Linked DNA regions of Mus musculus: regions 2 and 3 are each linked to region 1. The links are chromatin contacts, called in public HiCAR-type and HiChIP or PLAC-seq maps. All regions are on one chromosome and are shown on one strand. The core of a region is the stretch at or near the end of the contact, and the rest is flanking DNA. Distances in the headings are between cores, read along the strand shown. Region 1 holds the start of BB283400 (expressed sequence BB283400). Region 2 holds the start of Flnc (filamin C, gamma). Region 3 holds the start of Klf14 (Kruppel-like factor 14).

The links. HiCAR-type assays count read pairs that join an accessible place to other places. HiChIP or PLAC-seq counts read pairs in DNA pulled down with a chosen protein or histone mark.
Region 2: a contact with region 1 is called in a FOXA1 HiChIP or PLAC-seq map of pancreatic cancer cells. The contact joins the promoter of Flnc here to the promoter of BB283400 in region 1. A contact is called at or near these places in 2 of 39 promoter capture datasets (both in liver), 2 of 484 Hi-C or Micro-C datasets (both in embryonic stem cells) and 2 of 115 datasets of contacts at active chromatin or transcription factors (extraembryonic endoderm stem cells and pancreatic cancer cells).
Region 3: a HiCAR-type map of astrocytes shows a contact between it and region 1, with 3 times the contacts expected there. The contact joins the promoter of Klf14 here to the promoter of BB283400 in region 1. A contact is called at or near these places in 9 of 39 promoter capture datasets (cranial neural crest, frontonasal cranial neural crest, hippocampal neurons and 5 more), 2 of 484 Hi-C or Micro-C datasets (both in embryonic stem cells), 3 of 115 datasets of contacts at active chromatin or transcription factors (astrocytes, embryonic forebrain and embryonic hindbrain) and 1 of 9 other capture datasets (liver).

Annotation. Positions count from the first base shown.
Region 1 is chr6:30,175,272-30,179,188 of GRCm38.p6, forward strand. It overlaps BB283400 (expressed sequence BB283400), which reads left to right and starts at 1,352. Exons shown (of 1, transcript NR_038124.1): 1 at 1,352-2,775. Gm31221 (a long non-coding RNA gene) reads left to right here and starts at 2,884. Exons shown (of 3, transcript XR_377385.2): 1 at 2,884-3,101.
Region 2 is chr6:29,431,578-29,435,999 of GRCm38.p6, forward strand. It overlaps Flnc (filamin C, gamma), which reads left to right and starts at 1,576. Exons shown (of 48, transcript NM_001081185.2): 1 at 1,576-2,236. The coding sequence starts at 1,882.
Region 3 is chr6:30,956,995-30,960,955 of GRCm38.p6, forward strand. Klf14 (Kruppel-like factor 14) reads right to left here and starts at 1,996. Exons shown (of 1, transcript NM_001135093.1): 1 at 1-1,996. The coding sequence starts at 1,703. The coding sequence ends at 726.

The DNA of each region.
Region 1 (3,917 bases), core at 102-2,601:
AAGTAAATGGATTAGGGGAACCGAGCCCCTGGATTCCTCCCTCCCCTGCTGTCTGCCAGGGTCCGAGAATGACGCTGCAGATACGAACCCTTCTAGATACTCAGCTCCTGGGCAAGACCTGCTTCAGCCATGGATGTTACAGACAGATGGCTCCGGAGGCAAGACCCACCCCAAGGCAGGAAGGCCAGGACCCGCTTGTCCCTCTCCCAGCACAGTTGGGGATGGGACGTGATGCACCAGAACCGAACAGGAAGAGCAGGGCACGACCCGACAGACCTCAGGGGGGTGTGGTGACTCTACATTAACCCTCCCTGTCCCGCCTCCTTCCCTTTCCATCCCTGTGGCCCTGAACCTCACTGCCGGCCGGCATCTCCACTCACGCCCTACCTGGTCCCTAGGCCTGTCCGGCACCAGGCGGTCACAGCTCTGTGTGCTCGGACGCGCAGGCCACACCGGCTGCGAGTGACCCCCTAGTCCTGCCGCGCCCCTTTATAGCGTACGCCCCGCCCCCCCGCGCCTCGCCTGGGCCCATTCACCTGCTGTCGAGAACCAGACACCGCAGAACGGAAAGCTAGCCGCTCGGCTGCGGGGTCCCGCCGTCGGACTCGAAGGGCGGGGGCGCGGGTGAGATGGATCCGGTTTCTACCTTTCTTAAATGCTCTGTTGAAAGTCGAGACAGCCCCCGCCCAAGAGCCAGCGTCGCTTGCTGCCCGCGCAGCTCCCTTCTCACCCTGAGACCCCCCAGCCTCACTCTAGGAGGGGCCGTGAAATTGCACCCGCAAGGTCCTCATACATATTTTAGGTAGCAGGCTCGACCAGTAACTGGAGCTGGACCGGAGTGGTGAGGGGGCGGTCCCCAGGGACCCGATATCCCAGATCGCTTACAGCCCGGGGCTCCGGTCGGTGAAGAGCTCGGACGAACCCAGATCCTTACTTTGCTGGCCCGCCGAGTGTACCCAAGGCTGCATGCAAGTATCCTACCCTTCCAACTTGTGCCTACGAGCTGCGGTATTCCCCACCTACAGATACAGAGATCCCTCCCTTCCAGAGGACAACGACCCTCTCGGGCCAGAGCCGAGCTGTTAGAGACATGTAGTTTGCTTCCCGACCCTGGATCACGGTTTAGAAGGGGCCTTACTTACGCCTCACCCCACCCCCACGCCCCCACGCCCCCACGCCTACAAGATCTTGTGCTTAGGCTCTTGAACCTCAGAGCCTTACCTGGTCCCTAGGCCCGTGGGGTACTGAGTGGCCAGCACGCCCTGTGCCAGGCAGGGCACGTAGACTCAGCGTTCCTAGCATCTCTCAGCGTGTCCATTATTCTTCCCCAACCTCTGCCCTGTGCAATCTACCTAATCCCAACCTCTCACTCCCTCGTGTTAGCCCCAGTTGTGCCGAAAATGTTGAGTGAGGAGTTAGTCCTCAGGTTCCATCTCCCTTTCCACTAATATGTATCAGCCTCGGGGATAGGGTTGCTGTGCGGACTACAAGCCCCGAGACCAACCCACTTCTTGGGCTCTTAGGAACAGTGGGGGCCTCGTGCTTTCAGTTTGGTCCTGTGCTCCCTCCAGCCGTGGTTTTTGTTGTTGTTGTTTTGGGGGTTTTTGTTTTTGGGTTTTTTGGGTTGTTGTTTTGTTTTTGATATATATCTTTCTGGAATGCTCAAAGCGGCTGTGATCTGCTTATCATATGAAGACACAATTGCCAGATTCTCTTCACCTCTATGAGCTTTGGTTTTTCCATTTGCAAAAATGGAAAACATAAATTCTACCTCTTGCCGGGCGGTGGTGGCACACGCCTTTAATCCCAGCACTTGGGAAGCAGAGGCAGGCAGATTTATGAGTTCGAGGCCAGCCTGGTCTACAAAGTGTGTAGCCCAGGACAGCCAGGGCTACACAGAGAAACCCTGTCTCGAAAAAAACAAATAAAAATAAAAATAAATCTACCTCTTGCAAGACCCTGCACCCTGGTTCTGCCATGGTTTCTCAGACTCCTGGGAAATCTCCCTTCCCTTTTTCCACAGGGCCATTCATGGGGATGTGGGCTTACTGTGTTGGCCCAGAATGGGCCCCAGCTCTAAGGGTGAGGCGTTGCTGTAGTATCTAGATGCTCATGGATGGACTCTCAAAGGGCTGTTTCAAAACCCGAGTAACTCGCTGCCTCCAAGGGCTGTGTTTGTGCCTCTGGGAGTTTCTCTCCGAGAGGCTGCAGAATCCTGGGAGTCTCTGCTGGAGCTCAGGAGAAACCCTCCAGCTGCGGAAGGCGCGGAGGTGACCAGCCTGAAAGAATGAAACACGCCCACAAATGGAAGGAGAGCCTCACGTCGCTCTCAAAAGAACACGAAGCCGGGCTGGAGGCGCACACCTGTAGACTCTGCCTCAGGGCGGCTGCAGCAAGAGGATCCCAGGTTAAGGCCAGCCTGGAATGCATATCGAGTTCCTGTTGCCCGATGCGTTAGTTAGTTAGTTAGAGCATTCATTTAAATCAGCTGAATAGGATAGATATGTAGCCATATCTTGGGAATTATCTGGGCATTCAATGAAACATACAAAGGACACATCGGTTCGTGTTTGTGAAAAAAAAAATTATGAACGGATGAGGTGTGTTTTAACGTCACCTTTTCATGTTCTAAAGAAAATGGAAGAATTTTAACGTTTTTTTTCTTGATGTTTTTGTGATTTTTTTCTTGTGTTTTTCTAGACTGTACCAAGCGAATTGTCTATCTATGACCTTTTAATTACAAATTAAACTCAAAAGTTGGTTGTTTAAAAAAAACAAAACTGTTTTGCGGTCTTGGAGGAGTGGCACCCGAGAGTCCAGTTGCAGACCACCGGACTGAGGCTGCCATAGCTCTCTGAACAGTTACCGTTCCGGAACCGTCGCCCCAAACAAGGGGTGGGGGATGGGAGAGAAGCTAGGGAACCCCGTGGCTTTGTAGCTCTGGTCTCACTCTTCCCTCTATCTGGAGACTGCCTGCCTGAGCTACATCTCCGCTTTATTGAACATCTCTTGAGCATCATTCCCAAAGAATTTCTAACCGGAGTCACCACAGGCCAAGGCCGGCGAGGAGAGAAGACCGCCTTTAACCGGCTGCCTTGTCGGTAAAATAGACTGGAAAACCTCCGTACCTGTTTCCGAAATGGGGAGGATGTGCAACTGATGGGGCTTGGCCCTGCAGGGGACATCTGTTACGTTGCTCAGCTGGGGTTGGGGCGCGCGCGCGCGTGCACACACACACACACACACACACACACACAAACACACGGAAAAGACCTATATGACTGACATCTCCCTGCCCCCACTCCCTCCCTGCGACCCTTTAGCATCCTCTGCACCTAGAGGAGGGAAGCATACCCGCCATGTATCAAGTTCAGAGTTCCCCGGTCCAAGGCTCAGAACCCCTGACTCAGTTAATGTTTGCAGTTCTTGGGGTATTGGCCCCCCCTGAGCCCTTCAACAGATTATCCAAAGGTCGATGACCTAGATAAGGCTTTGGCTCTGTTCCAGGTTTCACTCCCTAACTCCAAAGCAGAATTTTTGCTTTGTTTCTGTCTTCTGTTTGTTTGTTTGTTTGTTTGGTTGGTTGGTTGGTTTTGTTTTTTCCGAGACAGGGTTTCTCTGTGTTTCCTTGGCTGTCCTGGAACTCGCTCTGTACACTAGGCTGGCCTCGAACTCACAGAGATCCACCTGCCTCTGCCTGCTAAGTGAGGGATCCAAAGCACAATTTAATTGTGCTGAATAATTTGCCTCCAAACCATGCAAATGCTTTTTTTTTTTTTCAGATTAGGACCTTTGGAAGAGTTAGCCCTTAAATGTCCCTAATTAAAAACAATAAATAATCTGCAGTATTTATTTGACATATATTTGGCATGGCGTGCTGGCTCATACCTATAATCACGGCTCTTGGGAAGCAGAGG
Region 2 (4,422 bases), core at 326-2,825, 740 kb before region 1:
TGACAGTTTGGGAGACAAGGAGGGGGCTGCCAACAGGAGAGTGGAATTCCTAAGCGCCTTGTCACAGGCAGCCAACGAACATGAGCTGCGGGGCACTAGCTATTTATACCTCTCCTGTCACTATCAGGGCCTCCAGAGACACCCCTGCTCCACACACCATGCACCACAGGGCTCTTTTCTGCTCCTGGCCCTTTCTGCCCTCCCCCTCCCTCCTAAGGACCAGGCCTTCTCCTTAGGTGAGAAGGAAAAAGAAATGATTGCTGGGAGCTTCACCATAAGCTCCGCCTCCCCCAACTCCTTTCCAAGTCCATAGTGGGCACCGCTGTCGTCTGCCCTTGAGGAAAGAGCTCCCAAAGATGCTTTATTATTGCCTTTCCTTTCATTATGACTGCGAGGAGGGAAATAAGGTAAAATGATTTACCCAAGCCTCAGCGGTCACATGGCTTGAATTAAGGACTGTCTTCCTTCAAAGCTAAGCTTACTTAGTCTCGAAGGATGGGGAAGCAGTGGACACACATCTGACCTCTCCTTGCGATGTAAATTCATTTGTAGGTCCTTCCCTTGTGTGTGGCAGGCAGCTTGGATTGCCTCAGTTTCTCTGTTGTGAACATTTCCCATGTCTCTCACCTTATTGGGCTTGCCCTCAACCCAATCCTGCCTAGGCTTCTAGCCTGCCTCCCTTCCTGCCCGCTTTGCCCCTGGCCCTGCCCACTTGCCCCAGTCACATTTCCCTTGGCTGCTCTGCCAGGGCTCTTCCTGCTATTTGGCACACTTCTACTTTCCCTGGGAAGATCTGCCCTGTGGCTCATGTGGGCACATTGCCCAGGGGGCTCCCTGGTACTACCTGGGCAGCCCTTTTGTCCTCTCATCAACTTGGTTGAGTCACGGGGGGGGGGGGGGCGCACACAAAGTGACTCACTGGGTACCCTTGTTCTGAGCTCAGCTTCATTCTGAGCCAGTGAGTCTAAATGGGCTAATGACCAGGGACACTGAGTCAGGTCAGGAGCCTTGGTTTCCCTGTGGCCCTGGGTTTGGATTCCAAATAACGGTTTAAGCATTTTTTTCTTGTAAAGTGGCAAAAGTCATGGAGCCCCCTTGAACTCAGTCTCTCCTGGTCAATGTCCCTGCTCCTTCTGGTGTTCTCTCTCTCTCTCTCTCTCTCTCTCTCTCTCTCTCTCTCTCTCTCTCTCTCACACACACACACACACACACACAATTTCCTTTCTGAGTTCTTCACAGGTGGACAATACAACCAGGCTAGAAGCCAGGACTCCTAGGCTGTGTCAACAGCCTTGTCACCAACTCCAGAAAGTTCTGTCAACACCAGATCAGTTTGTCTAGCCCTAACCACTGCCTCAGTTTCCCCATTACTTTCTTTAACCCAATCTGAGTGTGGAAGGAGTGTCCCTCATCCCTAAATGGCTAAGACTAGGTTGGGGTGTACAGTGTGCATGGGGAAGCTCAGGGCCAGCGCCCCCACCCCATCCCCGCTCCTGCTGAGGACTGCGTGGAGGAGGGGCGGGCGGAGGCGGGGCCGTGGGGCTCAGCGCGGCCCCCACCCGCGGGCCGGGCGGCATTCCTGGGAGGCCGGCGCTCTGACGTGGACCCTGGGGCTGCGGGCGCGGCGGGGGGGTCGGCAGCCCGGGGGCTTCTTAAACCCACTGCCCCGGCCCGGCCCGCACTTCCCGAGCACCGCTCCGCCCCGGGAGAGAGAGAGAGCCCTAGCCGGACAGCCCAGCAGCTCAGCCCAAGAGGCCAGCGAGCCCCGCCGCCCAGAGCGCTAACGAAGTCTCCGAGAACTCGGTGTCCCCGCGTCCCGCCCCGACAGCACCCACAGCCCGATCCCCAGGCCGTACTCCCCCGGCCCCCCGCCGCGCCACCATGATGAACAACAGCAACTATTCGGACGCCTCCGGCCTCGGCCTGGTTGACGAGGCGGACGAGATGCCGTCCACGGAGAAGGACCTAGCGGAGGACGCACCGTGGAAGAAGATCCAGCAGAACACATTCACGCGGTGGTGCAACGAGCATCTCAAGTGTGTGGGCAAGCGCCTGACCGACCTGCAGCGAGACCTCAGCGACGGGCTGCGCCTCATCGCGCTGCTCGAAGTGCTCAGCCAGAAGCGCATGTACCGCAAGTTCCACCCGCGCCCCAACTTCCGCCAAATGAAGCTGGAAAATGTGTCTGTGGCCCTGGAGTTCCTGGAGCGGGAACACATCAAGCTCGTGTCCATCGGTCAGTGCGGGGGTCACAGGGAACGGTCACAGCGGGGGTAGGAACAGGTCACATAGGTGCGGGTACTGAGATCCGGAACAGAAAACCTTTCCCTTGCCTGGTCTGATTTCTCCCTCGCCAGTACAGGCTGGAGCCCAGATACCCCTCTAGGACAGGTGGCACCCCTGAGAAGTTCCCTTCCGAAGTTGTCCAAACATCTTAGCTTCAGCCTCCCTACACACACTCCTACCGACCTGCCCAAAGTCCCCTCTTTTCCTTCCACCGGGCCACCCTTGCTTGCACATGCTTGCGAGGACAGGGCTGGTGCCCAGTGCTAATTCCTTGGGGGCGTATCCCGCCACCCACATGAAAGCAAATGGCTTCCCATCGCCTTCGTCGCTGGGCAAAAGCAGTCTTAAGACAGGTTCCAGTCGTCTCTGGGTTCTCAGGGCCCTGAGGCCAGGGAGACTAGTGGCCTGAAGCTCGCTGATGCGCTTGGCAGGCATGTGCTCCCCATCTGGGATCTGGCCGGACTAGAGCAAACAGAACCCGGCCTCAGAAACCTAAAAAGGCACTGAGCAACGTCCTGGGAGCTTTAACCCCTGATTGCCCTGGTCGTTTAGGTCGTCTGGGAGGGGGACTCCTGCCTGTCCATGCCCTGTTCCAACCCACCACCTGGCCTGGGATTGGCTACAGCTAAGGGTCAAGCTGCCCTGGAGGGAGGGGAAGGCTGAGGAAGAGAGGAAGTCATTGAGTGTAACCAGATTTGGAAGGTGTGTCAGTTCTGAGTGGGGGTAGGGAGGCGCAGGAGTCTAGAGAGTCCAGAAGCCCAGGGTGGGTTTTGAGTGGCAAGAAGATACCTTACTTTTCACAGCCCTATCCCGCTAGGACCAAGGTTTCCAGTTTGCGTCTTGGGTGAACTCTTAGAGCCCTTCTGGGATGTACTAGAAGGACCCCCCTGGGAGGATGCACCCCAGACCCTGGAAGGGAACTGTATATGGAACCAGGTGATGCCCACCACTACAAGCTGCCCCCAGAGACTTCAATATTTAACTAGGTATCTGCCCCCTCCCTAGTCTCCCTCATGGCCATCTCCAGGTCTCCGGAATTAGCAGCTGAGATCAGTCCGGGGCCCTTTGCCCTGTTCAGGCTTCTTCCTGGGCCTTACCTCTTCCAGTCCCAGTACTAACCCCCCCCCCCTACACACACACACACACACACACACACACACACACACACACCCCACCCTCCTGCTCTGGCCTGGAAATAGCCCTGTCTCCGTGACACAGCAGATGTCTCTGAGCTTTCCAGAAGGACAAGCCTGAGGACAAGGGGTGGGGGAGGGGGCCCTGGTGTAAGTGGTGGAGCTAGAAATTAGGAGGGTGTTGGGTGGGTGTGGAGCTGAGGGGCTGAAGATAAGCCAGCCCTGGAGGGGGGGGGGCTGCTCCCCACCTACCCCTCCCTTCACGCTGGGATCTGAAAGGCGGGACTGACTGTCCCAGGTGGGGTCTCCAAGGGAAAGTTTGCAGCCTCTGTGAAGACATTATAGGAAGTGGCTCAGCCTCCCTTCCCTGCTGGCTGCGGGGGCGGTGGGCCCCTCTCCAGGCCTCATCCTTCCCCTGTGCACCTCTCCCCTCCCCCCATGGTGGTGCCTGGCTCCAGCCCCCTTGGCTCTGCTGCAAGGGGGCCGGCTCAGAGTAGATGGGGGAAGAAGCCGGGGCTGGTTTGGGGGCGGGAGGGAAGCTCCAAGGTTCCCGCTGAGAGGAAGGGGAATTGTGCCGGGTTTGGGCCAAGTGGTTCTCCCTGTGCTGATGAGATAAGCTGTCAGCAATTCAGTAACTGAGCTGGGGCTGGGGCCGAGGCTGGAGGGAAGGGGCACAAACGCCAGCCAGAGGTCCCTAGGCGACAGAAAGGGAGTGTCCCAAGGAGGGACCATTCAACTTACTCTAGTTCCACATCCTATCTAGAAGTGGGAAGGGGTCTCCCGCTAGATTCTGTCTCAGGACTGAATGAACATTTGGGCACCTGAAGTTGGGGTACTCAGAGACTCCCCACTTCTCACTAGAAGGAAAGTTGGGGCCTGGAAGGATTGCTGACAGCTGAGTTTACCCGGAAGAAGAGTTATGGGCCTGGCTTGGGTTGAAAGAGCGCGGTACCCCTCTTACCCCCAGCACTGGGTGCACCCCACACACACACACACACACACA
Region 3 (3,961 bases), core at 746-3,245, 780 kb after region 1:
GAAAAAAAAAAAAAAAAAAAAGGTTACAATGCGAGTGCGGGGTTCAAAATTACGCTATAGGAACTGCAAGCAGACTCATACCACTCCCCAGGCACCAAAAAGCATCTCCCAGCCATACATCCACAAAGCAGAGGTAGCTGGGGCAATCGGGAGAGTCAAAGACATTAGCTTCCCATCAACCTGAATTTTTGTTTACAAGATACCGAAAATAAATTAGTAAACATTGCTGTTTACAGAAATAGAAATATTTTCTGTTTCCAAAGGCCTCTCTTCATCCAAATCTGGACATTTCCAAGGCTGCCACCCTGGACACCCTCTCCAAAGTCCGCCCTGGCCAATGGGTGAGACACCAGAGTCATTTGGAACTGGGAGATCCTCCAGCATCTCAGAATTCAGTTTTACATCTCTGGTGCCATGGAGGGAAGAAACTTCAGTACGCTGGAGAGTTCATCCCTTCTCAAAGGTTCCTGCAGGCTGTTTGGAAGAAACCGTTCATTTCAGAAGATGTTTGTGTTGCAGGACTTCCTGCTATCTTCTGGCTCCCAGTCCCTCTCCAGAGTCCGACAAGTTTGTCTGAACCCATCCCCAGTGCGGAGCAACCAGTCTGTACCTCGGTCTAATGACCCTGGAAAATAGGAATGGACAGAGAGAAGGCATGGACAACGGCCTGGGGGGCAGCGGGGGTGGGGGTTGTGCTTGAGGGAAAGATAGACAGCAAGACAGTCCTACAGGCAAGCAGTGAAGCTGGTCTCCTGGCCAGAAGAGGAGCTGGAGTCGGAACCAGAGCTTTCCACCATGGCTGGGGGTGGTGGCTCAGGGCGGGGAGTGCGACGACGACCTCGGTACTCGATCATGTCGGGATGGTAAGTTGGATGGCGACGAGCATGCTTGGTCAGGTGGTCGCTCCGAGAGAACTGCTTGGGACACAGCGGGCAGGAGAAGCGCTTTTCACCGGTGTGCGTCCTGTAGTGGCGGGCTAGCTCATCAGAACGCGTAAACTTCTTGTCGCAGTCGAGCCAATCACAGGAGAAGGGGCGTTCCCCCGTGTGGGTACGCTGGTGTGACTTGAGGTGCGACGACTTGTAGTAGGCCTTGTTGCAGCCATGGAAGGAGCACTGATGTCGCTTGGATGCGGGCGTAATCTGCCTCCTTCGGTACGTCGGGCCCGTTGATGGCGCAGGGCGGGCCCCTGGGGGCCCCTCGGGCACTTCTCCGCTGTCATCCGGCTCCTCTGAGGCCTCAGGCGCATCCAGGATAGCAGAATCACTGCAGGAGCTCTCGGCGTCAGAGAGCTCATCCTCGAAGAAGGCCTGGGTAGGCTCAGAGCCCCCAGTAGGGCTGGAGCACCAGGTCGGCTCGAAGCAGCTAGTTGAGGCACACGGAGCTTCTTCGGAGTCTTCCCTGAAGTCTTCCCGGGCACCACAGCTTAAATCAGCCAAAGCGCTCGCAGCCAGCAGGTGGGGCGCGCCATCGCCTTCTCCGGGGCTCGGGGTGGGGACCTGGAGGACTGGGGGTATCCACAGCACCCCCCGTGACCCGGTACCCTTCCCCGCCGACTCCCGAGACACTGCACCCACCTCGGAGACAGCCGCTGCGCTCGCGCCTTCGGGGTCCGTTGCGCGCCGGTGCAGCACGGCGCGGGTGGACATAGACACCAGGCACTCGGCAGCGAAGTAGTCCAGGCAAGCCACGGCGGCCGACATGCTGGCGGCGCCCGGTTGCGGGCGAGCGCCGTCCGAGCGCGGCCAGCCGCGGGCCGGAGAGTCCCCGGGAGCGTCCGTCCCGCCGCTTGGAGCCAGACGAGCTGGAAGCCGGTGCGCGCCGCTCGCCGCCCGCAGCCGCTGCTGCCGGAGCCGAGCCCGCCCCGCCTGACGCGCCCTGACGCACTGAAGCCTGCGGGGGTGGCGGGGACCCGCCCCGGCCCGAGGACACCCCTGGATCGCGCTGCCGCGCGGGCTATGGCATTCCCAGCAGCCTGGGAAATTATCTTGTCTGCGCTTTCTCTCCGCTGCTGGCGAGCCAGGTAATTTCAATGCGCGCAAGTCCCGGATCGCAACTTCTGGGCAGCCTGCCGGCCTCGCCCCCCTCGCCCCTGGTCTCTGGCCAGCTGGGTGTCAGGCAGAGTCCTAGAAACTTTTTTTTATCCTCTAAGGGGGAGGAGGGAGCGGCGAGGGAAAAAAAAGCGGCGCTAATACCTGACTTGTCTTTCGCTTCGCAAACGCGATCGCTGGCGAAGTGGGCTGCGATTGCGTTTGACTCGCGTCCACCGCTCACAGCTCAAATGGAAAATAGCCCCAAGTCTTCATCCAAAAGAAAACGGGGGCGAAACAAAGTTTTCTCATTTAGCAGTTCGGCTGTTAATGCAGGATCGGCAGCCTTGTCGCCAATAGATCACCGCGTAGCCATTAATTAATAGCGTTTTGAATCAGAAACGGTTTTAACCCTGGCGAGAGCAAAGAATCATCCCCGCTTGAAATAGAAACTTAAAATCCTTGAAGTAACGATTTAACTATTCAAGCAACGAAAGAAAAAAACGCACGTTTAAACTGCATTAACCTGTCACAGGCACACAAACAAATATCCACGCTGAAATATAAATTACAGACTAGCAGCGAGATAAACACATTAAAATGGACTCCCACAATTTTAATAATAGAAAGTCACGTTTCCAATTAGGCAACCTCTTCTAGTTCTCTTTTGACAAAAAAATTAAAATTAAGAATATGCAGCAAAATAGTATAGAATGCTCATCCAGTGGTTTATGACTGTGGGGGCTTTTTCTTTTTTATAATCAAATATGAATGATTTCTTTCACATGCCTTCACGGCTTTATTTGCCCCCCTTTTTATTTTTTAAAAATTAAAAACCCCACAGAAAATAAACAGGATGATTTCTAAATGTAGTGCTACCACGGTTTGGGATGTACATAGGCTTTACTTTTGTACTATTACGTTATGTGCACTTTATTTGCAATGCTTCACTATTTTTTTCTTTGGAAAAGTAAAATGATACACATGCTTCAAGAATAACATATGTCCATATACTTGATGATTAGAATAATCAAATATGATATTTTTGTCGTGTTTGCTTCAAATTTTAAATTTATATTAAGCATCCAGAGAGGGTAGAATGTCATTTCCCTCGTTTCTCTAGCACTGTTCGTTTTCTCCCTCGCTAATCAGTATCATAAAGGGTAAATTCTTCTAACATTTGCTGTGCTTTATTACACAGCTACCTAAGTATGTAAATAGACCCATGTATCTTTGTTAGTGTATTTTAAATGTGGGCAAGTGTTACTGTGCTGCACATGTCTCTTTGCAGCTTGCTTCTCCCAGCATGATTTGTGGGTTGATACCTGTAGAACTGACTGTCCATTTCAGCAGTTTTAAAATAGTATTGGCAGTTGTATTATTTTTAAAGAGACCCAATTCTAAAACGGATTCATTTTTGTTAAAGATACTGCCTCAAATTTTCAGATGCTGCAGCAATCCATACATGAACATTCTCTGAGAATGATTTAGTACCTGATTTTTCTTTTAAATTTATGCTTTAGAAAAACGTGTGGAGATATTTTAAAATGATGAGAGAATATAATACAAGTGTACCTGTCTGGTATAATTCATAAATGTTACTATTTTGTCATATCTGTTTTAGATCTTCTTTTTAAACTTTAACTAGTCATCATTTCTGATGAAATTCAAGTCCCCTCTGCCTCTCTGGCTGCACTCTCCAGCCTTCCCCCAAAGGCAAACTCTATCATGAATTTGGTATGCAACTTTGCAATTTAGGTTGCAGACTTTCAACTTTATATGAATTTATATGGAGATACTGCTTTTTAAAAATATATACACATGGTTTAAGACTGTATATATTATTCTTTAACTTGTTTCTTCCTTCTTGGTATGTTTTTGGGTGTTTTCCCCCTCCTAATCATGTTGGTGAATATAAATGCAGTTCACTC